4 separate regions of the Mus musculus genome follow, and all the other regions are linked to region 4. The links are chromatin contacts, called in public promoter capture Hi-C maps. All regions are on one chromosome and are shown on one strand. The core of a region is the stretch at or near the end of the contact, and the rest is flanking DNA. Distances in the headings are between cores, read along the strand shown. Region 1 holds the start of 1700052K11Rik (RIKEN cDNA 1700052K11 gene). Region 2 holds the start of Mettl2 (methyltransferase like 2). Region 3 holds the start of Gosr2 (golgi SNAP receptor complex member 2). Region 4 has its middle 20 kb from the start of Kansl1.

Region 1 (4,661 bases), core at 1,715-4,214, 720 kb after region 4:
CGCCACTAGGCCTGGCTAGTATATTTTGAATTATATGATGCTTAAAATAAGAAAGTCTCCAATTTTTCTAAGTAGTTTCTATTGGAACAGCTGTTAAGCCTAGAGTGAGCACACTTGGGTGGTATGACTTTCCTTGACACCTATATGTAGTACGATTTATTTTGTGTGCCTGGCCCTTTAAAGGATCCCCAATGGCTAGTCAACTGACTCTTTGGAAATGCTTAGCCGTTAGAACTGCTTGACCCTATGACCTTTTGTGTCAGTTAACTCTTGGACTTCAGGAGACAGAGAGTAGGGTCCAAGAGTCAGAGGAGTAGGAAGAGAGAAGGGTCAGAGAGTAGGGTTAGAGAAGACAGTTGGTACAGAAGAAAGGAGACTGAGAAGGACTAGAGAGGAGAAGGCAGTTGGTGAAGAGAATGAACAGTGAAAAGAAAGGCTGGTGAGCCAGGGAAGCTAAGCTGAGCCAGAAAAGATCCTACTGTTAGGAAACAGAGGGAGAATCCATGAAGAACTCACACAAAATAGCAGGAAAAAAAAGACATAAAGCTTCATTTATAGAAAATTAAAATTGCTGGGCAGTGGTGGCATTCGCCTTTAATCCCAGCTCTCGGGAGGCAGAGGCAGGCGGATCTCTATGAGTTTCAGGACAGCCAGGGCTACACAGAGAAACCCTGTCTTGACCCCCCATCTTCCCCCCCAAAAAGGTGAAACTAAAAATTTCATCTGTCTTCAAATGGTTCCTTTAAAACTGCACTCAGGAAACAGGCATCAGGGCATATGCCTATACTGCCAGCTCCTAGGGCCTGGGACAAAAGGACTGAGAATTTAGAACAATCTTGGCTACATAGTGAGACTCTCTGAAAACAGATAAAGGTGAGTCTGTGTGCTTGGAATGTAGTTCAGTTGGTAGACTGCTTGCCTAGCTTATAATTAATCCTAGCTCTTGGAAAGCAGGAGCAGGAGGACCAGAAGTTTGACAGTATCTTCAGCCAGTGGGAGATCTAGGTTAGCCTCAGCTATACATTAGACCTTTTATCAAAACAAAAAGCTGAAAATGGGACCTGTGGTCTAGAAAGGGCACTGGGAATCCTCTAGCTCTAGCACAAGGTTGGTGAAACTTGAAACGATTAGATAATTGGCCCAGACAACTTGTTTGTGGACCAGCTGGAAGAACTCAGTTTCAACTGTCCATTTCTCTTTCTCTTCTGGTCTCCTCTCCTAATTTATGACACTCTAGTGTTATTTAAGGAGTTATTTTTAGGCTGTGTATAGTGGCTGCATGCCTGTAATCCCAGAACTCTGAAAGAGGTCGAAGGACCCACCACCTAAGGCCAGCCCATGCTGCATAGTCAGTTGCAGGCCATATTCTTTTCAGATTTATTTTTAATTATGTCTGTGTGTGCACATGAACGCACTGTCCATGGAAGCCTTACGGGTGTAGATGTTTTGGAGCAAACCCAAGAACAGTGCCAATCTTAACCACGGAGTCATCTCTCCAGGCCCCTTTCTTTTGGTCTTAAGATACCCAGGCTGGCAATCTTGTTTCATCTCAGTCTCCCAAGTTATGGGAATGTGGGTGTTATTTTCTTGATCTCACTATAATCAAAGAACTGTCTTTGTTTTCCCACTGTGCAGACTTGAGGAGCCACAGTGCACTCCTTTTGTTCATCATTTTCATGCTTGAGACTGACTGCATTCTGGGGGCTCCTCCTTGCCCCCTTTCCCTACCCTTTGCTCCTGACTTGCTCTTCCCCTCTTCCCTTCAAAACGTTCATCTTTCCAAGCAGCCTGGGATCTGGAAGATGACTCCCAATTTGAGTTTTTCTACTTGAGTTCTGAAGGATGGAGAATGTACAAAAAGGAATTATCATCCTTTGCCCATTTGGCAGGTCTCTGTCCAGTCAATATGTGGAAAAATTAATAATAACAGAATTCTACTTTGGAGTACTTGCCAACGCCTGGAAAAGTTCAAGCCGGCTGTGTAAAAGCTTGAATGTTTCTCTTGTGATTCCCTTGTAGTCCTTCAGACACGTTCAGACATCTGGTCAAGGAAGCATCAGAAGAAAACAAAAAGCTGAGTCGTTACTTTGAAGTCCGTGTCTTGGCTCGTGAAACTAGGTGAAGAAAGTGACTTTTTCCCCCTTTGGCGCTGGGGTCAGAGGTGGAACCCTTTCCCATGCAGGAAAGCCCTCCTGTCGCAGGCGCTCACCCTCTCAGCAGACACTCTGAAGAGCAGGCCCCCAGCACCCCAGGAGGGCCATCTTGTCACCGGAGGTTAAGATGGAACCTCCCCCTAGGTGCTTTGAGAGAGTTCCCCGGGGGGCGGGTAGCGACCTCCGCTCTGGAGGGGGGCATGCTGGTGAGGGCTCGGCTGTGATCCCAGGACACCTTTGTCCCTGGAGACGCCAGGCCAGTCAGGTACGTGGAAGGCGAGAGCCGCCGGCCGGCTTTCCGTGCCTGTGGCGTGGCGTGGCGTGGCGTGGGGTCTGGGGACGTGGACCATGGCTGCGGGGGATGGCCGGCTGGCGGACATCGGGTGGGCACCGCGAACTCAGTGACACCCCTTGCCCCGCTCCCGGGCTCTCTCCTCGGATCCATCGCTGGGCAGAGCAACCTCTTTCCTCACCCCAAAAAATGTGTGTAGATGAGAGGCAGGGCGAGCGCGGCAGTCCCGCCGGGTCGCCGCTCCGACGCTGCTCCGCGGCCTGAGGCGCAGCCCAACCGTCGGCCTCCGACTCTGTCTCCACAAAGGCGGGCTCCCGAGGCTCCGGCCCCGGCCGCTTACCCGGCGCCCCCGAGCCGACCAACCACCCCTCACGTCGCAGGCGGGGCCGCAAGCGCCGCCAGCCGCCCGCCCTCAGCAGCCCTGTCAGGCGCGGCCTGTTCCGCCGGTGCGGGGTCCCCTGGTTAACCCCTGCCCGCCAGCGCGGCCGCTGATTGGAGGAGGCGGAGCTCCGGGGGCAGCAGCGACCCTCCCCCCAACACCTTTCCCGTCCCCTCCCCCACGGCCGGCACTACCTCCCCCCCACCCCAGGAACACCCCCCCCCCGTGCCTCCCAGCCGTGCAAATCTCGCGAGGAAACACGCGGTTTCACTAGTGTGTTTACACCGATCACTACTAATCCGGACCGAACCGATCCGGATTAAGGGGCCGGAGGCGGGTCCTGGGCACTAGCGGTTCCGACCCCCCCCCCATCCCGCCCTCCGCGCCGCACCCGAGTGGCCCCCAGCCGAGCGGGCCCCCACTTCTCGGCCCGACCCAGACCCTTCTGCGCCTCCCTTGGCCTTTGTCCGGCGCCAGGAGGCCGGCCCCGCGCCCCCCGGCGGCCGCCCGGGCCCGGGCCCGCGTCAGCCGCCTGGCTCCGTACGCGAGCTCGGGGATCTGCGGCCTCCGTGGCCCCCCTCCCCCGCCCGCCCTGTCGTGGAGCCCGGCGCCGCCGGCGGCTGCCCGGGCGGGGGGTTGCGGCGCTCAGGAGAGGCCCCGGCTCCGCCCCGGGCCTGCCCAGGGGGAGAGCGGAGCGGTCAGCAGCCGGGTCGGGTCGGGGCCCCTCCCGAGAGGAGAGTGGAGCGGCAGCGGCGGCAGGTGAGAAGCTCAGCCCCTGGACGTGGAAGGGCGCCGGGGCCTGGGGTATTAACCGTCCCGGGGGCCCCACTCCAGGGCCCGAGGAGGCTGCGACCCGGGCCGGCGTCGTGCCGCAGCTCCTGGGCGCCGAGGCGGGAGGTGCTCCCCGAGGGCTGCGGGGTCGCCGAGGGGCCGGGCCGAAGATGGACCAGGCCCAGGCCTGGGAGTGTGGCGGTCGGCCTGCCGGGAGAGGCGACTCCGGGGAGCTGGAGGCCTCGGCAGCCTACGGGGCGCCCCCGAGAGCTGTCCCTCGCTCCGTCCGTGACAGGTGGGCCCGGAGTTGGGGAAAGTTTGGAGCCGGCGAGGGGCGCCGGGACCAGGCCCCATCGGTCCTGCTTCCCGGCTTGGGGCCATTGGGAGGATCCCGGTCCAAAGCCCCTCTGGAAAGAGATGGGGTGGGTATTTTCTGATCATGAGTTGACATTAAATGGGGTAACTGCTAGGGCCTCATTTTCTGGGCCAGGCCTGGGGATGGAGGGTTGGGAAATGTTTCCAGAGACCTTGGGATTGGGGAGAGACTGCATTGTAACCTCTGCCTTTCCGACCTCGATTATTAGGGCAGGACAAGTAGTGAGCAAGGCCACCTACCTACTTAGGGAAAACTCGGTTTTCTTCTCAGTCTTTTTTTTTTTTTTTTAAGATGCCTTTCTACCATTCTAACAGTTTCCTAATTCCTTACTTGTGTGTGTGAGTGAAACTTGAATTCGTCACCTTTTCATTCCCCTTTGCTCCAGGCATTCAGTCCAGGAAGGGAAATGAAAGTTAGGACGGGTGTAGGGGATGTTACTGGAAATTATGGAGCTGTTAGATTGCAGAGAAGGTTTGATTCCTTTTTCAGTGAACTTTAATACAAATTTCTGCCAATCACTCCAGGAGTGCCTCCAGTAACTCTGGAATACTAGAATGTTTGAAGGGTTCCTATGTTATGATGCATGCTCTTTTTCTATTCTCAATATTGAAGAACTTTTTAATGGATGATGCAAGAGTACTTTCTCCCATCGGATGGACAAACTTGCTCATAGCATCTACATTAATTGGT
Region 2 (4,363 bases), core at 301-2,800, 660 kb after region 4:
TTGGAAATGCATGTTGTAATTCCAGCACTGGCAAAGTTAGACGTGACAGGAGGGTCCAGAGTTTGAAGCCAGATAAGGGTACACAGTGACACACTCATCCATTTTCAGAAGCCATGCATTTGAAAGAGTAAGGAGGGGAATATGGGAGGGTTGAGGAGGAGTGATGTAATGTCATAATCTCAAAAATAAAAACCTAGCCAGGTGTGGAGGCAGCACACATCTTTGATCCCAGTACCCAGAAGCCAGAGGCAGGCAGATCTCTGAAGTTGAAACCTTCCTGGTCTACAAAGAGAGTTATGAGATAGTCAGAGCTATATAGAGGAATTCTATATTTAAAAAGAAAATAATAATTAAAACACACACGGGGGGGGGGAAGAAGGGAGGGAGGAGAGGAGAGAGAAAGAGAAGCAGCCATATATTTCAAATGGCTCACTTATTAAAAATAATGTTGGAACTTCAAGTAAAAGGACAATGAGCTTTCTGCACACACAAAAATTATATAATGGGATTGTTGAATGTGAACACTAACAGCTTTTAAAGAGCATGATATTAAAAAAAAAAAATACATATAGCTGGATGTGATGGTGAATGCCTTTAATCCCGGTACTTGAGAGGCAGAGACAGGCACATCTCTGAGTTTGAGGCCAGTTTAATCTGCATAGAGAGCTGGAGGCCAGCCAGAATTACATAGTCCTTCAAAATGTATCAAAATAATAACAAAAACAACAACAATAATAACAACAACAACAATAACTCTGGCTGGTAAAATGGCACAGCAAGTAAGCTGCCTGCCACCAAGCCTAAAGAAATTATAGAGCCTGGAGAGCCCTATAATTAAGGGCACTGGCTACTCTTCTAGGAGACCCATATTTTGATCCCTGGTACCCATATGTTGGTTCACAAGCATCTGTAACTCCAGTTCGAGGAGATCTGGTGCCCTCTTCTGGCCTCCATGAGCATTGCATGCACGTGGTGCACAACCATGCGTACACATAAAGGGGAAATTTATTTAAATAGAAAATATAAGGCTAAAAATGTGCAATTATAAATTATATACCAGTGACCTACTATTAGTTTTAAAATATTTATACATATATGTATAGTATATAAGTGTACAATGTATACATTTAAATAAATTGAATACATATTACAAGCTCTATGCATGAACGAATTACAATTTTTATTGTGCCAATTAAGCCTGGCTTTTCAAGGAGGTGTGGTCGGTTATGTCATTTAACACGGAAGCTTCATGCTCTCAAAACCCACGCGCTGCCTCCCCGCGGACTGTGGTCTGGTGACCACGTCTCATCACAGTCGGCTAGTCAAAGCTTTTCCTGGGGGGAATCTTGGGACCTGCACGGAACCGTACTCGAGGGAATAGCCTCCTACTTCCTCCCCGTGCTGCACGCCCTTGTGCATCTCCAGGGAGAAATGACTCCTTTCGGACTCGCCTCCGCTGAGCTTCCCAATCACTTGGAACCCGCCCCGCCCCGCCCCGCCCCGCCCCGCCCCGCCCCGCCCCGCCCTCCATCTTCCCTCCCAGTGACGCTACTTCCGGAAGGGGCGTGGCCCACAGGAAGTCCTCGCCTTCGGGAAGAGAAGGCGTTTCCGTCTCCGGTGTCATGGCGGCCTCCTTCCCTGAAGGCGTGCCGGAGACCGAGGACGGGAAGAGACCGCAGTTCGGGCACCGGTTCCTGAGCGACCCGGCGCGCGTCTTCCATCACAATGCCTGGTAACTGCCCTGCATCTCGCCCGGCTCTTCGCCAGCCCGGAGCACTTGGAGAAAAGCCCTGCCCGCTGGCCCTCCTCCCGCGGCGGTAGCTGAAGCGTTCGCCTCCCGAGGACCGACGTTCCCGGGTCCGGGACCGGTGGGCCTGAAGCTGCCCGTTTGGTTTTCACAGGGACAACGTGAAGTGGTCCGAGGAGCAGGCCGCGGCGGCGGAGAGGAAAGTGCAGGAGAACAGCTCCCCGCTGGTGTGCCCGGAGAAGCAAGGTGCGCTCCGTTGTGCCCGCAGTGTGGGACGCGCCTCCTCCAGACGGCAAGAAAAATGGGGGCACCGGGATCGTTTTATCACTGACCTGATGGAGAACTCCGGCCCAGAACGGGTCGGGGAGGGGACGGGTTAGGAGGCAAAGGGGCTGTCTTCTAACAAAGTCTTGAAGCCATTGGGGTTGGACTTTGTTGTTGTTGTTGTTGAACTCTCTAGTTCTACGAGTGTCGCGTTGATGTGGCTGGCCTGTGGCAACCGTAAAGTCGTTCAGTCATCTTAGGGTAGCTTCTACAGTTTACCTTCTGCTGGGACGTTTCCATCAGAGCTAGATTGATGTGGTCGGATCCTAACGTACTGTGGGAGGAGAGGATTAGATCATAACATCTTTTCTTGAGGTGTTGGGTTTGGAGATGTGGGACTTCTACCAAAGAAAGATGCGTGCAGCAGAGTGGAGAGACGAGTCTGCTCAAAGCGAAAGAGGTCATTTCCGAAGACAAGAATAATTCCTTTATAAAATACTAGAACTGGTTGTCCCTGTTTCTAGGAGGCGTTTGAAAGTAAACCTGGAACTTTAAGGTAATAGGCATCAGGGGGTTGGAGAGATGGCTCATCGGTTATGATAATAAGCACTGATAGTTTCTCTATAGTACCGAGGTCACTGGCCAGGCACGTACCTCCTAAGATGTAGGGGTGTAATCTCTTGGGAGGCAGAGACAAGAGGTTGAGTGGGGTCAAGAGCATCCTTGCTACGTAGAGTTCCACTCCTGCCTGGGCTGCATGAGAGCTTGTCTCAAAAATAAGTATATGTATATATTCCAGTTGCAAAGTAGGCACCCTGCCTGCATTGTTAGGTAGATAAGACTAGATAAAGCTTCGTAGAGTTGAGAGGGATTTTGAAAATCATGTAGCCCAGTATCCTCTTTTCGCAGTTAAAGGACCAGTTAGCCAAGTGCAGTGGTGTATTCCTGTAGACTCAGCTCCGTGGGAGGCTGAGGCAGAAGGATCACTGAATTGGAGGCCATCCTGGGCAGCATAGGGTGATCTAGTCTCCAAAACGATTAAACTTGGACCACGGGGCCTTAAGTGCTTTGCCTAGAGGTAAGCAGTCAGTGGTGGATTCCAATTTCTCAGGTTTTTATTCTTTCATCAATTCTAGTCCAGGTCTCTTGTGTTGACAACGAGCAGAAAAAGAGCCCCTATCAGTCTCCTGATTAATCAAAACTCTTCTTGCTTCTGGAAGGCAGTTTCCCATTGTCTAGTTTTGTGTGTTTTCTGGTTATTTATTTTAGTATTCATTAGCAATCTTGACTTTGTGCCTGGCCCCTGCATTCTAAAGAAGCAGGAACATGCCTTCTGAAAAGCTTCGTGGATGACAGTCACTGAATGTATACAAACGTCCAAAGAACCTGGGACATTTAGCTTGTAAATTTAAAAAAAAAAAAAAAAAAAAAAAAAAACTTACAAGGGAAAATAATTACCACACACACCAAAGAACCTGTCTGTCCCTGACGAGTAGAACCTTGAAACCAAGAAGAATTAGGTCTTTACTTCTGTGCAATGCTAGGGATTTGCTTAATTTCATAATTTTCCTGTAGTTGAAGGCCATCCAAAGCTGTGTGAGGAAAATGATGGGTAGCTAACTCCCTGTCTGGTGGTTCCAGCAGAAGCTGGGTTTCCTGGGGATGAAAAGTGAATGACCTTAATGTAAGATAGATAGCAAGATGATTACCAGTGGAGGTGTCCAGTTCTGAGACTATGACTGTTCTTAAGCATACTTCTGGATAAAACGACATTTGGTGATGCAGGACAGTTGACATTAGATATAAATAAAATATTTGAGACTGACGTTTAATATTCTTTCTTAAATGTTTGCAGTTGATTATGAAGTCAATGCCCATAAATACTGGGATGACTTCTACAGAATCCATGAAAATGGGTTTTTCAAGGATAGACACTGGCTTTTTACTGAGTTCCCTGAATTGGCACCTAGCCACAGTCACCTGACGGGTGTACCCTTGGAGAAGCAGAGGAGTGACGTCTGTGAGGACGGACCTGGCTTGACAGCAGAACAGCACAAGTGTTCTTGTGCCAGCCCTGGATGTGAGACTCAGGTGCCTCCCTTGGAAGAGCCAGTGACTCAGAAGCTCGGTCACCTAGAAATTAGTGGTGAGGAATTTCCTGGCTCCTCTGCCACCTACCGAATACTTGAGGTAACTTGATTTTTCGAATAATAGAGTTAGTGAAGATGCCACATTTTACTCGCAGATAGACTAGAAAGGGTGACCCAGAGTGTCTTCTGTCAGATCAACTTGGCTAGATTTGAGCATCATATCAGCGTGGAATGGTCACCCTTGTTTGTTTGTTTGTTTGTT
Region 3 (4,843 bases), core at 133-2,632, 760 kb before region 4:
AACGTACCTTCACAGTTAGAGATAATCACAGAATCAGTTCAAAGTTCTAGTGAGACGAGTATGTTCTGACACTGTTCTGTCAATTCAGCAACTAGCAGATTAACTCACCGCTCTGCTAGGTCCATGTGTCTTGCTATGGAAAGGATCCGTTCTTAGTAAATGAGGGCAATTTTCTGCCTCATTCCTTTTCCACGTGACTCACAGGATAGTCTTTTAAAATCTCTTCCTACACTTATTATATAATATGCAAATTGTCATTACAATGTAGTTTATTTTCCCCCACCCAAATCAAACATTTTGTTGACAAAAGTAAAAAGGGGGATTGGAGAGATGGCTCAGAGGTTAAGAGCACTGACTGCTCTTCCGAAGGTCCTGAGTTCAATTCCCAGCAACCACATGGTGGCTCACAACCATTTGCAATGAGATCTGATGCCCTCTTCTGAGGTGTCTGAAGACAGCTACAGTGTACTTACATATAATAAACAAATTTAAAAAAAAAAAAGGTAAAAAGAGAATAACCACCATCTTATTTCCATTCTTTTTGTTATGAGTTTCCTGGGGAGGCAGGATGACTAGTTTATGTCATTTTTCAGGCCCAAGGAATAAGATTTTTCAGTGCTGTCATACAATCAATAGAAAGTTCTTAAACTAACATAGGTATGTGGCCCCTCATGGTGTCTAGCTGCATAACACTGCAAGTTCCCAAAACAAAGGACGGTATGGAAAAAAAAAAAAAAAAAAAAAAAAAAGGACCCACCAAGGAAACTTAGTTATGAAAAGCTAATCTAAGACTCAATTTCAATTTCCTTAAGGCTAACTTGTAATCAGATATGACTCACAAAAATAGTCACTAGTTACCTGCCCGTCTTTGTGTCACAAAAATAAGTTCTTTAAATGTCCAATCAAGTACACAAAATACTTCTTTCGTACAACCCCTGACACTCCCACTTAAGCAATAGATTCATAGACACAAGCCTCGGCAACAGTTTTCTCTGTTCTCTAAGCTCTACCAACCCGGAGGACTAAGCTGGCAGGTGCTGGATCAAGTGCTGTAACCTAGGGGCGCTGCTTTCCCTTGCCAATAGGCAGTCACGGCTTGCGGCCAAGAGCTACCGGGCCCAAGCCTTCGCGCCCCGGCTCGATCCCCTTCGGCTAAGAGCATCGCACCAGGGGCTAAGAGATGCGGAGCAGCCCGAGCGGAAACCTCCACAATGACAGTCCCCAGAGCCCCGAGCCCTAGGGGCCGCAGCCCGGGCGGAGCCCAGCCCGCTCCCCGACGCAGCCCTCACTTGTTCGTTTGTTGGTATAGGGGCTCCATGACGCCGGCCTAGCCGGCCTGCGGCTTCCTCGGAACACGTCCTCACAACCCCACTTCCGGCTTCCGGTCTCAGGGCCCGCCCTGCTGAGTAGGGCGCCCGCGAGTGTGCCTGTCCCGTGGTGGTTGTGAGGTCGGAGACGGGGTTGCGCGGAAGGAAAGCGGGACGCGAGGGATGGGTGTGGCTCCGGGCCGGAGCTCGCGGAGAGCGGCGGGGGTGAGTTTTTTGCTAAAGTCCAGCTCCGGGATTGAATCAGGTAGCGGAGAGGACGGTCGCGAGGCACTGACGTCAGAGCCTCCCCCGAGAAGTCGCCGGCGACTCTCTACGTCGCTCTCCGCCCCGCGGTCGGGCTTGGCTTCTCCTTGGAGTGTGTAATTACAGGTCTGGGGAATCTCACTTCCTCACGACGCGTGCTTTTCCTGCCTCGAACTAGTCCGCCCACTAGTCTTCCCATCTCCGGCTCATTTTTAGTAAACCCACAGTGAGTGAGTGGTTAGCATATGACGTGGAACAACCAAAATTTCCCTGTTCTTCAAGAGGTTGGACTAGAGAAGGAACTACGATCTGTATACAAATAAACATTCCAAATAAGTACAAAGATAATGGTAGAACATCCAAATAAATACAAAGATAATGAGCTGGGCTGGTGTTGTGGTCAATAGGAAATTGTTTTTAAAGACATGAAGGGCGGGTGACATTTGGATTAGGACTTGGAAAGGTTCAAACACTTGTCTTCACCTAGGCCCATCTCATTTCCATCCATCTAGGTTCTTATCTACAGTTCCTCCCAAGGGAGGAGTTGTTCCTCTTCCTTTGGTGAGCTGAAGCTTGGATTTTCCTGTATCCTGCATCCCTCCCAGTTTTATGTCCCAAGAGACTGCCCGCCCATATTCATTCTTTCCCTAACATTACATTTCCCAGTTCCACTCCCATTTATTGAACATCTACTATGCACCATGCACAGATATGTAGGATAGGAACCCAGGTAAAACACATTCCTGGTGTTTCGCTGTCTATTGAGAAAGTCCTTATTTTAAAGCTGAATTAACAATCAACATTTAGGGTATGACTAAGGACCATTTGCCTGGAGAAGAGCAGTAGGGGTTCATGGATCAAGAAAGCATGGGGGGCCTTCAAGAACCGATAGAGGGTTTGTGGGAATGGTGCACTTTAGCTAAGGTTGAGTAGCGTGGGGGCGGGGCATAGATAAAAGGCTGTATCCTTAGTTTTTTAGTACTTTGCTGGTGAGGGATGCACAGGGAAGTATGTATATGTGTGCTTGTGTGTGTCTCAGTAGAATTGTCTCTGACTTGTGTGAGGTCCCAGGTCAAATCTTTGTGGGTCTTTGCTCTATAGGCATTTTGATTTTAAATTATATTACAGATTTATAAGAACAGGAAAAAAATAAGTAATAGGGGGAAAGTGCCAGTCTTCTCCTTTGTTTTCTGCTCAGCTGAGGTGCAGTGAGTAGCTGCCTCCATTCCCAGCACCATGAAGCTGCCTGCCACCATGACTTTGCTGCCAGGATGGATGGTATTCATTTTTATAATATTCCCTTTTTTTGTAATAAATACAGCAAAGATTCCTTATACTATCCACTGTGGGCCCAGTAACTATACCTGTTCTTGTCCTTTATTTTTGAATGTGCTATTTCTGACCACCATGAAAAACAAAAGAAAACAAAGCTGTTATTATTTATAATGCCACAGGTCTTCAGGGCCTGAATGCATCAGTCTCAGTAACTTTCCCTGCCTTTCCAATTCCTTGTGCCATTTGCTAGTGCTGACTGCGTTGGCACCCAGGATGCTGTGCACACTTCCCACTGCTGGGGATTACTGACCCAAACCATTACTGTGCTTTGCTAGTGAAGGTATTGCCTGTACTGTGTAACAGCATCCGCTGGTGGCTTCTCTCCTCACTGTGACTTGGGCCTGAAGAGAAGCTCCTTAGGAGAGAAAGAGTTTCTTTTGGCTCACAGTGTGAGAAGATACCACCCACCATGACAGCAAAGTCATGGTGGCAGGCCACTTCACGGTGCTGAGACTGTAGGCAACAATTCACTACATCACAGCAGACCAGACCACAGAAAGGAGAAGACTGGCATTCTATTGGCTTTCTCCTTTTCTGTCTTATTTAGTCAGGGATGGAACCCATGGGATAGTGACACCCAGTGAGTATTCTCCCTTTAGCCAGCCCTTTCTGGAAATACCCTAACAGATACACTCGAAGGTGTGTCCTCTGTGTTTCCTTTTTCTATGTGTCTATGTGTAGCTATGTGCTCTTGAGTGCAGATGGAACTCAGCTGGGTGCTGGAAACTGAACTCGGGTCCTCTAGGTGAGCAGCAAGTGATATTAACTGCTCAGATATCTCTCCAGCCCTCCCAGCTGTTTGTCCAAGTGGACCATCTAAAATATGCTACAGCAAACATTCACAAAAAAAATGTGAAAGAAATCAAGTTAGGAATTTTGTAGGCTTAGTGTGCAGCAATATAGCATCTCCTGCATTCCTAGAATGTGTTTTTTTTCCCCAGTGTTTACTGCACCCTGGCTCCCACACACTGAAACCAGTTGGTAGAGGCAGGGGGGGTGGGAAAGGATGGATAGGGTGGCTCTGGAATAGAAGTCCTGTTCATGAAAGGAACACTTGGCTCTCACCTGACAACTTGAGACTGACCCGGTAGCTCATGAAGTCATCACATTGGTCATAGGTAGCAAAGGAGATTGACTGCAAAAGTCAGTTGGCCTTAGAAAGTAATAATATCAAATGGAGTTAGTCATGGCCACTGCTGGAGGACTGCCAGCATGTGGCTTAAAGCCATAGAGGCCCTGCAGGCATATACCCAAGTCCCTGTCCCATGACACTAAGGGATGCAGTGGAATGGGTGTTGTTTAAACTGCTGCATCCTTTTTAAGTGGGGTTAGGAAGTGCATTGAGACAGTGTCACAGTGCCCAAGATGGCCTCAAATTTGCTATCCTCCTGCCTCAGTCTCCTATATGCTGGGGATTAAAGGTATGAGTCACCACATCTGGCTTAAGACACTATACTTTTAAGTGGTGGTAAAATAGATACTTGACCTGAGAGACTTGATCTGGTCAGGGTGATAAGGATCAGGGCTTATGAAAACCTAGTGATGCATAATAGCACCTAAATCTGCCATGGGGGAAAAGCTGAGGAGGCAGCTCCGTGGCAGAGCACCTGCCTGGCAGGCGTGGGCCCTAGACTTAACATCCAGGACCACAAAGGGAAAGGTTAAGATGCTGATAAGGAAGAGGTGGTCTCAAACCAAGAGGCTGTCCAGAGGGATGAGATTTCAGCAGGACCTTAAAGTGCACGGACAATGTGTCACGGGGAGGCAGGCCAGGGAATCTCAGCAAGTGGAGAGGTAAAGTAGGGAAGGCCAGCTCAGGTGATGGTCTGTGAGAGTCCCTTTGGCTAAAGCAGAGGGTTTCCAAAGCAGAGAAGGCTGAGGTTGCCAGGCAGTGGGGGTGGGAGAGTTGGTGAAGCTACAGTCAGGAAAAGTGTCCA
Region 4 (4,759 bases), core at 422-2,921:
GGAGGCAGAGGCAGGCGAATTACTGAGTTCAAGGCCAGCGGTCTACAAAGTGAGTTCCAGGACAGCCAGGGCTACACAGAGAAACCCTGGGGGGAAGGGGGGGGGCTTCCTTTTTCAAAGCAATGAATCTAAATCTCTTCACTTTAGGCAGACTCTTAAGATAATGGCTAAAAGCAGCCATTCTTTACCAAAATACCACAAAACAGTCTTTACATCACATACTGATCTTGGGCCAGATCTGCACAAATAAAATCATGGTCAGGCCTATCACAGCAATACTCCAGTCCCTGGTACCAACTTCTGTCTTAGTCAATGTTCTATTACTGTGAAGAAATATCATGACTAAGACAACTCTTATAAGGACAACATTTAATTGGGACTGGCTTATATGTTATCATCAAGGCAGTAGCATGGCACCATCCAGGCAGGCATGGTGCAGGAGGAGCTGAGAGTTCTACATTTTCATCTGAAGGCCAATAGTTCTCCTATCTTCTGGGCAGCTAGGATAAGCTTAAAGCCCATGCCCACAGTCACACACCTACTCCAACAAGGCTATACCACCTAATAGTGCCACTCCCTGGGCCAAGAATATACAAACCATCACATATGTATAAGAAATACATATTCTTCTATTTCATACTTAGAATCTTTTATGTAGCTGTAGAATTCTCAAGCTCTGGAATCCTGAAATTCTCAAGGCATTAAAAAAATCCTCAAAAAAGCAAACATGAAGATGAACAGCTGTAATCCCAGCACTTGGGGGAGGGGGGAGGGGACGGTGCCACAAGCAAAATCATCAAGCCCTACCTCGTTTATTCAGAGTTCTAGGCAGTCCAAGACCACATAGTATAAAATTGTCTCAAGAAAAAAAAAATCAAACAATATTCAAGAGATAGACGTCTCAGCAGTTAAGAAGTTGTGCTTATGCTTGCAGGGGATGCAGCATCCACACGGTACCCCACAACTATCTGTAACTCTAGTTTCTGAGGATCCAACACCTTCTGCTGACCTCTGGGGCACTCAGTATGGTGGTCATATACTTACAAGCAAGCAAAAGATTCATACTCAAGAAAAATAAACACACCTAAAATATTGCTTTAATCGTCAAAAAAAAAATTTTTTTTCAGCAAGGCCTGTTAGCTCATGCCTTCAATTTCAAGCACTCAGAAGGTAGAGACAGGTAGATTTCTGTGAGTTCCAGAATAGCCAAAGCTACGAAGTAAAACTGTATCTCTAATTAATTAATTAATTAATTAATTTCAGCAGGGAGTGGTAGAGCATGCCTTTAATCTCAGGACTTGGAAGGCAAACGCAAACACATCTCTGTGAGTTCAAGGCCAGTATGGTCAATATAGTGTGGAGGGATGGCTAATCAATCAGTTAACAGTGTTTGCTGCTTTTCCAAAGGACTAAAGTTCAGTTCTAAGCACCTTCTTCAAATGGCTTACCACCACCTATTCAATTTCAGCACAGTCAATGCCCTCTTCTGCTCTCCTTGGACACTGCACACATATGACATACATAAATAAAAATAAATCTTTAAAAGTAAATAAATATCCCTGTATTCAATTCACAGCACCAAAGGTCTACAACAATACAGTAGTTCTGCAGCCTGAGTGTTTTCACTACCCATGTATTCAAGACATTAAAAATACTTACTCTTGCCAGGTTGTAGTGGCACACACCTTTAGACCAGCACTGGGGAGGCAGAGACACACTAATTTGAGTTTAAGGCCAGCCTATGACAGTTCATTTGGCAATTTAATAAATGAAATCATTAACTTTGCATACCTTTGATTAGTTATCAAAATAAAAATGCTTTTCATGTGTTTATATTTTCTTTTTTGTGAACTTTCATTATGTTCTTTGTCAATAAAGCTTTTTTCTCTTGAGAAAAATCAATTGGGATAAAGCCACATAAGCAACTTTGGCTCCCCCTGCTGGTCAAATATAGCCATAATCAAGAGGTAGATAGACTGGACACAACTATTGCTACAAACAACATATACACAGATAAGGGAAAGCTGTTTCTAAACTTATACTTAACATGTTCTAGAAAAAAGAAGGGAAAAAAATCACTCCTTACTATGAAAGAACAAATTTAGCAGTTCCCTACTAAATACATTGATTGGCTGGTACATTTCAGGTCCACATTATTAATGTCTCTCTATTTTAATAATATGAAACCATTCTGGTTACCTTTTGAAATTGACTGAATTGTCATCAAAAGCAAGTATATAAGGAGAAGTTAAGATATAACTCAACGATGGAGTGTATGCCAGCATAGTAAGGTCATAGGTTCAATAGGGGAGAAAAATATAAAGGAGAGGGGTGGAGTGCTTCCCTAATACAAATTAGGTCCTTGGTTTGGTCCTCAACACCACAAGAATGTAACTATAACTACTGCCTACCCTCATTCCAAACCTGCTTACACTTATCAAACCAGACTCTGTTTATTTTCAAAGAGTAAGACTAAGACTGGCAAATAGATATAACAATTCTGCTTTTCCACTGATCCTTTCCTAAAGATGCAGATTTCATTGTGTTTTGGGAGACTGAAGTGAGAGGATCACCACAAATTAAGGGACCAGATGAGCTACAGCGTGAAATCAAGCCAACATTGGGCTACAGAGTAAGACTGTCTCAAAAACTATAAAGAGTTAAGTTCTAAGTCTGGCAATGTCCTTAGGCAATCCATTTTAAACACATTCCAAATACTAAATATAAGAAATGAAAATTTTAAAAATAAAAATAAGATAAGATAAAATAACAAGAAACAGCTTTTGATCCCAGAAAACTTAGGAGATTCACAAAGTGCAAGAGAAGCGAACTAGTGGCCACTCAATATTAGATGTCCTAGGCTTGAACACCCAGAGCAAGCACTACAGGCAACACACACACTGAGGACCAGAGGTCCACAGGATACATCCAGTGGTACTTTCTGTTGCTGTTAATATTATGGTGATAACTGTTACTAAGAAATAGAAGACAGGGCTGGTGAGATGGCTCAGTGGATAAAGAGCACTGACTGTTCTTCCAACCGTCCTGAGTTCAAATCCCAGCAACTACATGGTGGCTCACAACCACCCGTAATGAGATCTGACGCCCTCTTCTGGTGTCTGAAGACAGCTACAGTGTACTTATATATAACAATAAATAAACATCTAAAAAAAAAAAAAAAAGAAAGAAAGAAAGAAATAGAAGACAGCTAGAGAGATGGCTCAGTGGTTAAGAACAATTTTTGTTCTTCCAGAGATCCATTTAGTTAACACTCACTATGCACATCTCATAGAGCTCACTCCAGTTCTTCAAAGGACCTGATGCCGTCTTCTGGCCTCCATTCACACACAAGGCATACATTCACACAGACACACACAAACATTAAAGATAAAGGGAAGAGGAATAAATTGCCAGAAGATAGTAAAGGCCCTTTAAAAAAGATAACAGCCTGTTTGAAGGCCCAGAGGGCAGGTACAGAGTACACAAAGGAAGCTGTTGAAACAACTGGAGCCAGGCAATCAGAGCATCAGCACTTGGCTAAAGCAACCAAAGTGTACCTCAAAAGCTGAAAGCCACAGGGAAAAAAAGGACATAATCATTCATAAGATCTACATTTACAAGAAGCTTGGAAGATAGACGGTAAAGAGAATAATGAGGTGACTCAAATGTCATGCAGGCAAAAAGGTGATGCTCTGAACTCAGAAGGGAGAAATGAAAATGAGCAGGAAACCATTTATAAACAACGGTAGTAGGCTGAAAAGATGGCTCAGCAGGTAAAGGTGTCTGCTGCAAAGGCTGACATCCTGGGTTCAATCAAGGAGACCCACATGGTGGAAATAGAGAACTGACTGATCCCTAAAAGTTGTGCAGGTGCAATACATAATTATCAGCTTAAAAACGAGTAATTCAAACATAAGCCTGATGATGCTTTAAAAAAAAAAAAGTGATGGTTAAGATGGCACAAGAAACGCTCTGGAGGGCTTCCAAACCCCTGACCTGAGTGACTGAATGGATAATGGTACTATCATCAGGGTATGAAGATAGGAAGAGTTAGACTTGCAGAAGTAAGTACTGAGAACTAATACACTATACACTGATTTTTAAATTAGATACCTAATGGGAAATGTCAAAGAAGTAATTGTGATTGGAGATCAGAAAACTAGTCGGAGCTGGAAAACACACACTGGCAAATCATCAGCATACAGACAGTAAGTGATTTACAACTTACAACAGACTCTGAGTTCCCACACAGAATGAGAAAAAGAGGATCAAGGCAAGGCAGGTGACTTTTAGGAACAAAAGAAGGAAAACATCTACTAAGACAACTGTGAAAGACTATTGAGAAATTGCCCTGATAACAGGATCAGCCATCACATTATATACAGTACTGCATAACAGACATTCTTTTTGTTAGTTGGTTTTTTAATTTTTGAGACAAAACGTTGCTATGTTGCCCTGGCTGACCTGGAACTCACTACCTAGACCAGGCTGGTCTTGAATTCACAAAGACCTGTCTGCCCCTGCCTCTCAAATGTTAGTGTTAAAGATGTGTGCCACCACACCTAGCATAAGTTCTTAATTCTTGGACTTACAGTTCACTCCTAAAAAGAAACATCAATAAACTCAAATCACTGGCCAAGAATGCTAGTAATCTCACTGCTCAAGAGGCTAAGACTCATCACTATGAGTTCAAGATCAGCCTGGCCTACCTAGTGAGTTCCAAGCAGCCAAGGTTACATACCAGCAACCTAGAGGGGAG

Evidence for each region. Promoter capture Hi-C pulls out the DNA fragments that hold promoters and counts their contacts.
Region 1: a contact with region 4 is called in a promoter capture Hi-C map of liver, with 3 times the contacts expected there. The contact joins the promoter of 1700052K11Rik here to the enhancer-like site in region 4. A contact is called at or near these places in 11 of 39 promoter capture datasets (the 3T3-L1 cell line, 3T3-L1-derived adipocytes, the SN4741 cell line and 6 more), 1 of 484 Hi-C or Micro-C datasets (embryonic stem cells), 13 of 115 datasets of contacts at active chromatin or transcription factors (T-cell acute lymphoblastic leukemia, astrocytes, bone marrow-derived macrophages and 9 more) and 1 of 9 other capture datasets (adipose tissue).
Region 2: a contact with region 4 is called in a promoter capture Hi-C map of liver, with 3 times the contacts expected there. The contact joins the promoter of Mettl2 here to the enhancer-like site in region 4. A contact is called at or near these places in 11 of 39 promoter capture datasets (the 3T3-L1 cell line, the C10 cell line, HPC-7-derived erythroid cells and 6 more), 2 of 15 datasets of contacts at CTCF or cohesin (large pre-B cells and pro-B cells), 13 of 484 Hi-C or Micro-C datasets (B cells, the G1E-ER4 cell line, the HPC-7 cell line and 8 more), 6 of 115 datasets of contacts at active chromatin or transcription factors (T-cell acute lymphoblastic leukemia, embryonic stem cells, forebrain and 1 more) and 1 of 9 other capture datasets (adipose tissue).
Region 3: a contact with region 4 is called in a promoter capture Hi-C map of liver, with 4 times the contacts expected there. The contact joins the promoter of Gosr2 here to the enhancer-like site in region 4. A contact is called at or near these places in 3 of 39 promoter capture datasets (liver and pre-B cells) and 2 of 115 datasets of contacts at active chromatin or transcription factors (astrocytes and large pre-B cells).

The regions. Positions count from the first base shown.
Region 1 is chr11:105,178,469-105,183,129 of GRCm38.p6, forward strand. It overlaps 1700052K11Rik (RIKEN cDNA 1700052K11 gene), which reads right to left and starts at 2,965. Exons shown (of 1, transcript NR_027956.1): 1 at 552-2,965. It overlaps Tlk2 (tousled-like kinase 2 (Arabidopsis)), which reads left to right and starts at 3,059. Exons shown (of 22, transcript NM_001112705.2): 1 at 3,059-3,583.
Region 2 is chr11:105,124,875-105,129,237 of GRCm38.p6, forward strand. Mettl2 (methyltransferase like 2) reads left to right here and starts at 1,551. Exons shown (of 9, transcript NM_172567.3): 1 at 1,551-1,732; 2 at 1,902-1,993; 3 at 3,867-4,201. The coding sequence starts at 1,623.
Region 3 is chr11:103,696,341-103,701,183 of GRCm38.p6, forward strand. It overlaps Gosr2 (golgi SNAP receptor complex member 2), which reads right to left and starts at 1,383. Exons shown (of 6, transcript NM_019650.4): 1 at 1,290-1,383. The coding sequence starts at 1,318. It overlaps C130046K22Rik (RIKEN cDNA C130046K22 gene), which reads left to right and starts at 1,384. Exons shown (of 3, transcript NR_102389.1): 1 at 1,384-1,532.
Region 4 is chr11:104,459,815-104,464,573 of GRCm38.p6, forward strand. It overlaps a transcript of Kansl1 not described here. Among named protein-coding and RNA genes, the nearest start is that of Kansl1, 20 kb to the left of the region's middle. Within about 2 kb of position 1,672, at least 2 of the 459 cell types and tissues checked have an H3K27ac peak or open chromatin away from gene starts, as enhancers often do. A contact at or near this core is called in liver, where this site is marked.